Linked DNA regions of Mus musculus: region 2 is linked to region 1. Evidence: chromatin contacts called from public HiChIP or PLAC-seq data. All regions are on one chromosome and are shown on one strand. The core of a region is the stretch at or near the end of the contact, and the rest is flanking DNA. Distances in the headings are between cores, read along the strand shown. Region 1 holds the start of Skp2 (S-phase kinase-associated protein 2). Region 2 holds the start of Prlr (prolactin receptor).

Region 1 (5,684 bases), core at 1,889-4,388:
TTATTATATTACACTGTACATTGTTTTTTTAGTTAGTTCCTACAAACTAATGAGAAAAGATTGTTAGAATTTTTGCTTAATAAGGAGTAGATGGCAGAGCGGATATGTTATTTACCCAAGTTCTCACACCAGTATGTGCAAAACGAAGTAAGGTATCCTGACCACAGAGAATAGATTTCAATTTCATGTCTCCTCTCCAATCCAGACATCCATTTAAAATACAATTTGTTTTAAATAATTTCTATGGTTCCATTTTCATAAAGAATAATTTAAAAATATTCTACTAGTCTTCAAGATTACTCAAGACTCAATACTCAAAAAGTCATGTTTAATAGGGAATTTAACTTTTTCCTTTGTGGGTAATTATTTCATTTAAATTACAGTAGTTTTTCTTTTCTAATTTTTATGAAAGAACTACAAAGTAAGCTAGAAGAAATAAGAATATTTTTGTTATTGATCTAATCTGCCAATACAGATCATTAAATCAAAGAAAATGAAGATAACAATCAAACTGAGGAAGAAAAGGAGATAGTTATGGAATTTGACAGGCAACTGGAAACATGCTTGCTAAAACTGTCTCTTGCATTTTGTTCCTCTAACCTAAATAACAGAAGGAGCAAAAGGAATCTCTTAGTCTCTCTATGTCACAATGGTGCCTTTAGGCTTCATTGTATTTCTCTGGTTGTATTTGATTTTCAAAAATGGGACCAACAGTTGTACACATATAGCATATATGTCAGTTGTGATGGACACACATACAGCATATATGTCAGTTGTGATGGACACACATACAGCATATATGTCAGTTGTGATGGGCACACATACAGCATATATGTCAGTTGTGATGGACCCACATACAGCATATATGTCAGTTGTGATGGACACACATACAGCATATATGTCAGTTGTGATGGGCAGTCCTTTCTAGACTCTCCGGGGCCCTACAGACAGTGACTGCCTGTAACTACGACATGGTTTTAGCTGTGTAAATGGCACTGCTATTGCCTTTCTCCATTTATGTCAGTGTTCTAGCTGAGGCTTCCAGAGAACATTAGACATTATTCAACCTAATGATACTTTCAGTTATCGAAAATGATTTTGTTATCCTGGACTCACATTCATTCTAATGCTAAAACTATGTTTTAAAAGACTTATTAAAATAAAATACAATGTGTTAAGTAAGATTAAATAAGATTAATCAGGAAATAAAATATTTTACATTAGCAGCAATCACAATGTAGTGTTTAAGAGATCAGTCTCTTAAAGTCTCTATGGTGAGTTTCTATGTAGCTAATAACCTCACATCTTCAATGGACACAATTCCTCTATCAAAAAGAATCGTAACGGGCAGTGGTGGCACACACCTTTAATCCCAGCACTTGGGAGGCAGAGGCAGGTGGATTTCTGAGTTCGAGGCCAGCTTGGTCTACAGAGTGAGTTCCAGGTCAGCCAGGGCTACACAGAGAAACCCTGTCTCGAAAAACCAAAGGAAAAAAAAAATAAAAAGAATCGTGTGTGTATCAATACAAACCTTTTCAGTATATTATGGAAATAGCTGTGATTAAAGAAATGCAAAAGAACACCGGTTTCATTATCAAGGCAAATCAGGAGGCTCCTAATTTCAAAGTTGATAGGCTTTCCTTTCCTAGAGAGAACCTTGTGCCCACTAATTTAAATATCCTAAGGTCTCTGCTAACTCTTAGCTGAATTCAGGGCTGTTTTATATTTACTAGAATTTACTCTTGAACGAGTTACATCCTAACAGAAAGGACAAAGTTCAAGAGAAGGCAAATGAGTTTTTCAAAGTAACAAAAGATAACTTTATACACTATTTCAGAAGGTCTCACTTTAGATACTTTCCATAACAAAACTGTGACTACATACTTATTCTCCTAGTCTTTCTTTTCAAGTAAAACCAATTTGCAAAAAGGTCTTTTTTTTTTACACCAATCTCACTCACAGGAACTAAAAGTTCATGAATCTCTTCCTCTCAAGAAGTAACTGATGCAAAGATTATGCTAGAAACAAAGACAAAACTGAGCATGAAGGATTTAATTCCACTATAAAACGAATCTTGCTCTCTCCACAAAGAAACACAAGTGTATGCAATCTAACATACTAAACCAATATTCTAATGTTTTTGATGAAGGTGGCCTGCTTTTTTCTCAACTCTATAAATCTTCATTTTTACTGGACTAGAAATGCATCCCCCTACCCTCTCCCCTGTTGCACAGTTTGCACACCTGAATTTTGCATGGTCATTCTAATCTAATCGCCCCCGACCTCTTCAGAGGCTAAATTAGCATAGTTTCTAGGCAGAGAGATTCTAGGACAGGCTGTGGATTGAGTCAGAGGCACCTAAACAGCTTTCAGGGTGGTCTCTCCTTGCAAGCGGAGCCTCCCTTTTTCCCTTTGGTATTTGGGAGACTCATCAAGGATCCAAGAGGATGCACGCGGGAACCACTGCTGGCTCCTGCCGCCTTAAAAATAAACCATCGCTCCTCTTGGAGCTGCGCTTTAGCTCGAAAAAGGCTTCCCCTCGCACGCTGATTTGATCTTCAGTGCCAGCCCATGAGGTGTGCCGCGTCCTCGAGCCTAGTTTACAAGTGAGGAAAGGATCGCGTCCACAGACCCAGTCCTAAGGGCCGCCCACTGCCAGGTGGAGGAAGGCGAATGGCAGGAGTGCCACCCGCAGCCTCTCACCTGGCGGGCCATCGAGACCCCGGAGATGGGCCTGGCGGCGGCGGCCACTCACCATCTGGAACTCCCCCCAAGTCTATGTCCGCCAGGGACTGGGCCGGGACCCCAGACCCTGACGCACCTCACGCGTCCCCGCCCCCCTCACGCTCACCGTCGGACCTCGCCAGACAGCGTCTGGAAGGGACTCAGAAGCTTCGCGTCCGCCGCAGCCTGCCGGGGTCACGGATCCTTCAGTCCCGGGCGACCGTGGCGGTGATCACCCGAAGGCCCGTGAGCTCCGGGAAAAGGAAAACCTGCTCCCAGTCAATCGGCTGACATTTCCCAGCCAGCCGGAGCTCCACCCACTTCCGCCTGCCTGTCCTCCTCCTCCTCCTCCTCCTCCTTCAATCCCGCCCGGCGCCGCAGGGAGTTGTGGGTATCTGGAGGGTTGGTCCGAAATCAGAGTGGAAGAACCCAGGCAGGACTACGAGCTAGGCTCGGAACTACAATTCCCAGCAGGCAACGGGGCGTCAGAAGGCGGCTGCTGGAGAGCGGGATGCAGAACTCCGCGCGCGCGGTGGTGATGGAACGTTGCTAGTTCGCGGGTCCAACTGCTGGGGCCCCGGGGATCACTCTAAGCCGAGCGCTAAAACAGGAGTCTGGAAGGCAGGCAGCGCTTCAATTAATTCAAGCATTCAAAACTCCTGAATCAGTGGACACCATGCATAGGTAAACCGATTGCAAAAAAACCGGACAAAACATGAATGAACCGTTTGAATTCTTTTAGGCCGCGAATGTTGCTTCTTGTTCAAATAATCTGGTTATGTGAATGTTTGCTTAGAGAAAAAGGATGGATGAATGCTTTAGTGCGAATATCAATGTGGAGTTTAATTTGGCTTCCTAATTAAGTTTTCCTTCCTCTACTTTGAGTCATGGTATCAGTGCCGTCCCTCTTTTTCCCTCCACGGGAAGAAATTATTGAGGCCTTCTGCGTGACCATAAATCCCAAAGCCTTTCAAAGTATATATGTTCCCGATTTTTCTCTTTCATTCTTGTATTTCTCTCGCTTGTAGGCACGTTTAAAAAATGCAGTACTGTCACTTGCTGGGACTTTTCTCCACTCCATTCTTTACTCTTCTTTCATGCCTACCTTGGAATTATTTAGGGGTGTATTTTCAAAAGGAATAGAGAATGTCTGCCCTTCTGCAGGAAGCACCTTCAGGAGATTCCGGACCAGAGTGGCAACGTCACCACCAGCTTCACGTGGGGATGGGATTCCAGCAAGACTTCTGAACTGCTATCAGGCATGGGTGTCTCGGCCTTGGAGAAGGAGGAGGTGGACAGTGAGAACATCCCACATGGACTGCTCTCAAACCTCGGCCACCCCCAGAGCCCTCCAAGGAAACGAGTCAAGGGCAAAGGGAGTGACAAAGACTTTGTGATCATCCGTCGGCCGAAGCTTAGTCGGGAGAACTTTCCAGGTAATGCACAACACTAAGATCCAAACTGTATTGTAATGGGTTGAACTATTTTGTTTTAACTAAATTCGATTGAATTATTTCCTTGGGGAATCTTTTTGGATCGGTGCCTAAAATTGCCTAGTTTTGGTGCCTAAAATTGCCTAGTTTGGAAGTGTGGCAGTGAAATGGATTCCAGTCATTAAGTCTTCAGGAATCTTGGTTGGTCTTTATCTTGTGGTCAACAATTGACTTGAAGCTTTTTTCCTGCCCTTTTCCTTAGAAAGGAATCTTCCTGCTCAAAGTCCAGCTCAGTACACTGACATATGGGAACAGAAGCAGGGATCTTAGAGGGTCCCCTTTTGTCTCTATATACTTCTTTGTATCTGAGCAAGCTTTGTATGGTAATGACTTAGATTATTGGTAGGCACATTAGGAAGGTAAATGTTACTAAGTAGAAGAGACTTAGATTGCTCCGCTTGCAAGCAGGCCCTTGGGGGTGTGGTGTTTCCCTTACTGTGACATTGCATCTACAGTCATAGAACCCTGAAATGTGGTCTCATCCCCACTGCCCCCACTACCCAGCTAGTCACTGTGTCTTTCACTCTTGTGTGGCAGCTGTTTCAAGCTTTCATCATCTCTTCCTGGATTATTGTAATAGATTTATATTGTCAGCTTTCTTCTCAGCTCTGTCTCCAGGAGGCAGGGTGGATTGATGAGATCAGAATTTACCTGAAATTCTTCTCTCACTAGTGACTCCCACTCCTTGATTCCCCAAACATTTTTAAATAAAGCGCCTCCAGGGCAGATCCAGACTCAAGGACTGGCAGCCTTAGAGTAAATATAGTGTGTTGACCTGAGGCTTGTCAAGGTTTCCCCACCCCCACCCCCTAGTCATTTAAAAAAGTGATTCAGGGTCGGGCAGTGGTAGCACACGCCTTTAATCCCAGGATTTAGGAGGCAGAGGCAGGCGGATTTCTGAGGCCAGCCTGGTCTACAGAGTGAGTTCCAGGACAGCCAGGGCTACACAGAGAAACCCTGTCTCAAAAGAGTGATTCAGGAAGTGTTTTTGAGAGCACACTGTCCTCCACAGTATAGTGGCTCCAGATAATAGCAGTGAACAAAACAGACAAATCCTAGAACTTCCATTCTAGTGAGGAAATGCTGGAAGTCCAATGGATATGGTACTTTCTGTAACATGTTAGGCCAACGTGGCTAAAAACAAAGAGGGGGTCAAACTGAGGCAGAATGGAGGAAGTCTTGGAATCTGAAGATAGATTGCAAACTGGTTATTGGCTGACATCCTTATTTGGGCTGTGACCTTTAAGCAAAGACAAGGGGAGAATGCAGGAATACGCGTGAAAATGTCCCTTGGCATAGGGAACCTAAAGTAAAGGGAAGCCACATAAGATGCTGGAGAACAGGAAAGCAGAGTGAGAGTGGACAGAGTAGGGAGAGGTGCGGCCTCAGGTGGGGCTGATCTTTCCTCATTGGAACACTCACTCCTCTCCCCTCGTTCAGTGTCGTCCATTGAGACAGGGTTTCTTT
Region 2 (5,684 bases), core at 1,399-3,898, 1.0 Mb before region 1:
TGCTCTCTGCTGAACATCTCCTGCTCTCTGCTGTACAACTTCTGCTCTGCTGGCAGAAGACTCTAGTTACTGGAAGGTGTGAGACGCTCTAGACCAGTGGTTCTCCGACCTTCCTAATGCTCTAGATCTTGGCTCTAGGCCTAATGTGTTATACAAAGTATATATACCCGAAGTATCTAGCCACACTGTGCTTGGGGAGCAAACTAAGCTTTGTCTCCAACCAAGCCTTGGCCCTGTTCTCTGACTCCCAGCCAGTTGCCCTGAAGGGCATTGGTTTCTGTGGACACTGACATCTCCCCCCCACCCCCCACCCCCGCCCCCATAGGTTGCTTTCCAGAGTTGTTTGTGGACAGAAATCTCCGGGGTAGTGGTTATCATCCTGTGGGGTTCGACCTTGTTGGTGGGGGGGTGGGGGGGGGGATAAACAACCTTTTCACAGAGGTCACCTAAGACCATCGGAAAACACAGATATTTGTGTTAAGATGCATAACAGTAACAAAGAAAATGATTTTATAGCCAGAGGTCACACAACATGGGGAACTGTATTAAAGGGTCACAGCATTGGGAAGGCTGAGAACCATTGCTCTATGGTCCGCCATTAAGAGTTGAGAAGCCAGGTCTGGAAGAAGTGCAAAGATTGATGATGAACGATCTCTGTGTGGGCAGCTCTAGGAAGGCGAGCCATCTCTCTGAACAGCGCAGTTGCTTCAGACCCTCCCAGTCTACTCCCACATCCAGTACAGCCGCCAGCAAAAGCTTGGTGAGATGCGTCCTGATGCAGCATCCTCAAAGACAAGGGGTTTTCTGGCATGGACAACAAGGGGTGTCCTTAAAAATTCTTCATCTGTTCCCTAAGTACAGTTTCCACCCTGGGGAAATAACTCACAATCGCTTCTCAAAAGGGATCGATTTGCGAAGAAATCACTTTGAGAAAAAAAAAAACAAAACGCCACTGAAACAAAAAATCAAAATATTCCGGTTTCTGCTCTACTCAGCACCTCTGTTCCATTCAGCACTTGTAGCAAGAATGATCAGTTTCCCTAAATGTACACACAGTAAACTGAGGCCAGGAGAAGGTGAACTCCCACGATTGTAGTGCCACGGGAGGCAGAGCTAGGATTGGTCAAGACACTCCGGTGGGAAATCTTTCCCAGCCAATTCCATGAATGAAGATTAAAGGACGCTCCCCCCCGACCCCCCCCCCCGTGACATTAATAACAGGTTGCAAACATTTTCAAGTTCGATCACAGAAAACCCCAAGTTGCTTGTTATTAAGGGAACGTGGGTTGCTTCCCTACCACACAGGTAGAGGTCACTAACAGGATATTTTTCTACACAACTACAGCCCTTGCCTCCCCCTGCCTCAGCATTAAGAGTCTGGGTTCTGGGAGGCTATCCCCTCTGTCCCCTGATCCCATGATCTTTGCTCCAGCAGTGTGTCCTTGCTTCTACCCCTAGGGCCTGAATTCCTAGCACACTGCCCAGACTCCGCTTAGCTGCCTTAGGGAGTGGGGGTGGGAGCTCAGGTGACTGTCTCTTCACCTGGCACCCAGCTGTGCAGCCGGCAGGAGACTGCCCAAGTTAGCTGCCACCACGTCTCCTGCCCCAGCCCATTCAGCCTCCCCGCTATCTCCCCAGCTTTTCATTTCGACACAAACCACCTGCAACCCCACCATCACACCACCGAAACTCATTCGCAAGGGCGCGCTTGCAGGGTTTATTTTAAAACACACCGAGAGCAGTTGTAAAAGCTGGGGTGGGTGGCCAAGCCCCTTGGCATATATTTAGCTTTTCTCGAAAGGGACACCAAGGTTTGGCTTCAGGCACGCTCACAGCACGGGATGGGGTTTCCTCGCGCCCGCGGGCTCTGGCAGCTAGCTGGCATTTCCCTAAGCTGTCCGCGCCTGCAGCCAACTGTTCCACTCCCACTCGCGGCCTCGAACCCGCGGCCCTGGAGAGCGCCCGCCCGCACCACCCCTGGCCACGCACAGCCTTGTCTGACATGGGTACTCACTTCTGCTGGAGAGAAAAGTCTGCCATACCAGGGATTGAGCACTTCTTGCAAAGAACGCGAGCTTTTTCAGTGACAGGTAAAGCTGTTTCCTGAGCCCCGTGTAAAATCCAGAACGCAGGAGAGGAGTGAGTGAGACAGAGCAGGAAGGCGGGGAAAGCCCAGCTCAGAAGACCCGGCAGTCTGGGGATTTTAGCCTCTGCTCTGCCGTCGCCAGCCGCGTGTCTCTGAGAAGAAGCTCAACTCGGTGCACTTGTTCACTCTTTCTTCACTAGAGGAGGAGTCAGTGTTGCAACATGCATGTTCCTTGCTGGAGGCAAAACAGTGATTTTTCTCCAGCGTGCAAAAGGTCCAGAGCCTGCCAGTTTTATAAGGTGACGGAGATAGTTGGGGGAATCAGAATGCAGAGAAAAGGTGGACAAGGTAATGTCTGATTTCTCCCGGATCCGTTTCGCATGATCAGGGGACCTTCTTCCATCAAGACTACCAGTAAAGAGACAAAACAATAATAGAAATGTCCTTTAAGTCCTGTGACCTCAAAGATGGTATTTCTCCCAGTAGCCAAGATGAGATTCGGTGTCAAATTTCTTTCCGTACTTCCCAGCAAGCAACACCCAGCAGCCAGCCGCTTGACAATACTTGAGGGGGCTCTAGGGATTGGAATCACACCTTCCCTGGGAAGGAGGAGGAGTCAGAGGAAAGTGGTCGAGGAAGAATAAACAGGGACCCTTAAAGGACGCGTTGCTTTCTATTTTTTAACACAGCAGAACTTCCAGGGCTCTACTTTATGCTCAGCCACATCAAAATAGTAGATACACCAACATCCTCAGCAACCCACGAGTCGGCTCCTTTCCGCAAATGCAGAATGTACCTCCTCAAATAAGCTGCACCATCTGAGGGTTGTTTTATATTATGTCTTTGGTATTAACAAAACACTGCTTTTCCTCTTGCACCCCTCCCTATGTTCTCTTGAAAATAAACTATTAAAACAACAAATACCAATAGCTACTTGGATCAAATAGTTATCTCTGAACAGGTAAGTGATGCCATTGATTAACACTGTGTCCCGTTGTTAGGTAAGTTAGAGGGCCACGATGGGTGGTTATTTTGAACAAGCTATTGAATATTTTTTTTAATCATTGAAACATTGCTTTTTCTTCCTCTGATTTGATTGACACTTTACAATAACTGGCAAATCACATTCGTTAATGGCTTTCTGCCACACTGCAGGAAGCTGCTGGAAATCCCATGACGTTTAGGCGATTCTCTTGCATTAGAAGAGGCGTTCACACATGACCTGCACAAGATAAACCATGATCTACCCCTGGTTTTCAGAGGCTGTGGGGTGTGTATCTGCTGTGCACAGACTATGCCGGCTTCTGGTGGCTGAGGTGGACCATTGCTCACAATTACCTTTGAGAGTGTATAATACAGTGCCCGTTCATTTTCAAAACTAACGAGTATCCTCTCCAATGGCAGAATACAGACATTCTTAGTGGCCAAGTTACACCACAATGAACCCATTGTTAAGTTTAAGATATTTTAAGAAAAAAAAAAGAATAAAAACACCTGTTGAACATCATAATCTAGCCTTGTCTTGCCTATCAGATATGCTTAGAACTTGTATATTTGACTGAATTTGGGGGAAATTATCTAGCACAAAACTTAACAGGATGCCCGTGTAGGTAGATCATCATATTATTAAAGTGTCTAAACCATCGTGAACCACCAGAGGTTAGTGATTATATTCCTGTGTGACCTTTGAAAGGCTGGGGGTTACTCAGTAAAGTGTAATTTTCCTTGACTATTCTAACAGATAATGAGAAGAGAGGGAGAATCACCTTTGGCAATGGAAAACTGTTCGATTTCCTTGTGGTTCCTAGACGTCTGCGTTCCTGCTGCACAGCAGAAGTAGGTTCCAGAACAGGGTAAGTGACTAATCCACATGCTATTTGGAGAGAAGGTCATGGCTTTCTGCTTTGCTGTGCAGCATATACCCTGACCCCAAGCCACAGGCAGGCGTTCACAGTCGTAAATTTCCTTGTGCTCTCCTGTTACTGAGATGCTGAGGGAAGTCATCTGTGAGGCCAGCTTCCCTTTGCTCCATAGCTAGACCATGACTCTCTCCTTCTGCACACACTGGAACCATTCACCCACTTCCTCGTGTTCTCCGTTTGCTTAGATCTGCATCTGCCTCAGTGTGTGTCTTGTCTTGCTGATTCATCCAGCTGTGTCTTGACTCTGTATCTGCTCACTGTCTCCAAGACCTCACCCCACAGTTTAAGGTAACACACTAGCAATGTTTTGGATATCGCTATTCATTTGACTTGCACGAGTTTCACTTAGTGTAAACCAGGCTCAGCAGGGGAATAGCTATAATGTTGATGGAGTCTGTAAAATGCCAATCACGCTAATAAAACCTTATGGTCTTCACGGTTTTCTTTCCTTGCCTGTTTTGTTTTGCCTTCCTATTTCCTAGCCATGAGTTCCCTTCCACAGCTTTCTCAGATTGTTCCTGGCCCAGCTGGCACTTGGGATGATTCACAGTTTAGGAAAGCGTCACACATCCACAGCCTTCTTGACTTACTTTCCTTGGATTTGGCTATTCCTAGCCTTGGGTGCAGACCAGCAACACCCAAGGAGGAGCCGAATAACAATGCCTGCATGTCTGGTGATAAACTTATAATCCAAGAGGTTCAGGGTAACTTTCCTAGTCCTACAAGAAAATCCATCAACTCTACTGTTTTGGTCACTATTTGGTTCTTCCTCTTCTGCCATGGCTGCCCGCGAGCTGCTCTCCAGGCAGGGTTACCTTGGCCTTTCCCCTGCTTTCTGTGAGCTCTCCTTTAGGACGCCGCATTTCTCCACTTCCCCATGTCTCCCTGCTATTCCAGGGTTTCTGGCACAGCCTCTCTCCTTTCTCCTTTACACAGGGGACACTTTTGTTTCTAGATTTCACTTTTACCAATTGGAGATAGCTTTCTATTCTTTAATAAATAGGAAATGCGAGAAACACCACAACAGATACTGATACTGCTAACAAAACACAATTACATCTATATTTGTAAAGTTGAAAAAGATTGCTCCAAATCACATACATACCTTTCTTGCTTGCTTGTTTTCTTTCTTTCTTTCTTTCTTTCTTTCTTTCTTTCTTTCTTTCTTTCTTTCTTTCTTTCTTCCTTTCTTCCTTTCTTCCTTTCTCCCTTTCTCCCTTTCTCCCTTTCTCCCTTTCTCCCTTTCTTTCTTTCTTTCTTTCTTTCTTTCTTTCTTTCTTTCTTTCTTTCTTTCTTTCTTTCTTTCTTTCTTGTCCCATCTTGAATGGAAGACATCACTGAGACATGAACACATACCTGTCCCTTTTCTTTTTTTGTAAGTTATAATTCCCTTTATTAGCTGAGACTTTTTTTTAATTAGGTATTTTCTTCAATTACATTTCAAATGCTGTCCCCAAAGTCCCCCATACCCTCCCCTAACCAACCAATCCCACTTCTTGGCCCTGGCATTCCCCCTTACTGAGGCATATAAAGTTTGCAAGACCAAGGGGCCTCTCTTCACAATGATGACCAACTAGGCCATCTTCTGCTGCATATGCAGCTAGAGACACAAGCTCCGGGAGTACTGGTTAGTTCATATTGTTGTTCCACCTATAGGGTTGCAGACCCCTTTAGCT

The links. HiChIP or PLAC-seq counts read pairs in DNA pulled down with a chosen protein or histone mark.
Region 2: an H3K27ac HiChIP or PLAC-seq map of embryonic stem cells shows a contact between it and region 1, with 12 times the contacts expected there. The contact joins the promoter of Prlr here to the promoter of Skp2 in region 1. A contact is called at or near these places in 3 of 39 promoter capture datasets (embryonic stem cells, hippocampal neurons and pre-B cells), 2 of 115 datasets of contacts at active chromatin or transcription factors (embryonic stem cells and large pre-B cells) and 1 of 9 other capture datasets (embryonic stem cells).

The regions. Positions count from the first base shown.
Region 1 is chr15:9,137,908-9,143,591 of GRCm38.p6, reverse strand. It overlaps Skp2 (S-phase kinase-associated protein 2), which reads left to right and starts at 3,138. Exons shown (of 10, transcript NM_013787.3): 1 at 3,138-3,408; 2 at 3,889-4,160. The coding sequence starts at 3,401. Lmbrd2 (LMBR1 domain containing 2) reads right to left here and starts at 3,022. Exons shown (of 18, transcript NM_177178.3): 1 at 2,852-3,022.
Region 2 is chr15:10,174,202-10,179,885 of GRCm38.p6, reverse strand. It overlaps Prlr (prolactin receptor), which reads right to left and starts at 2,648. Exons shown (of 10, transcript NM_011169.5): 1 at 2,015-2,648.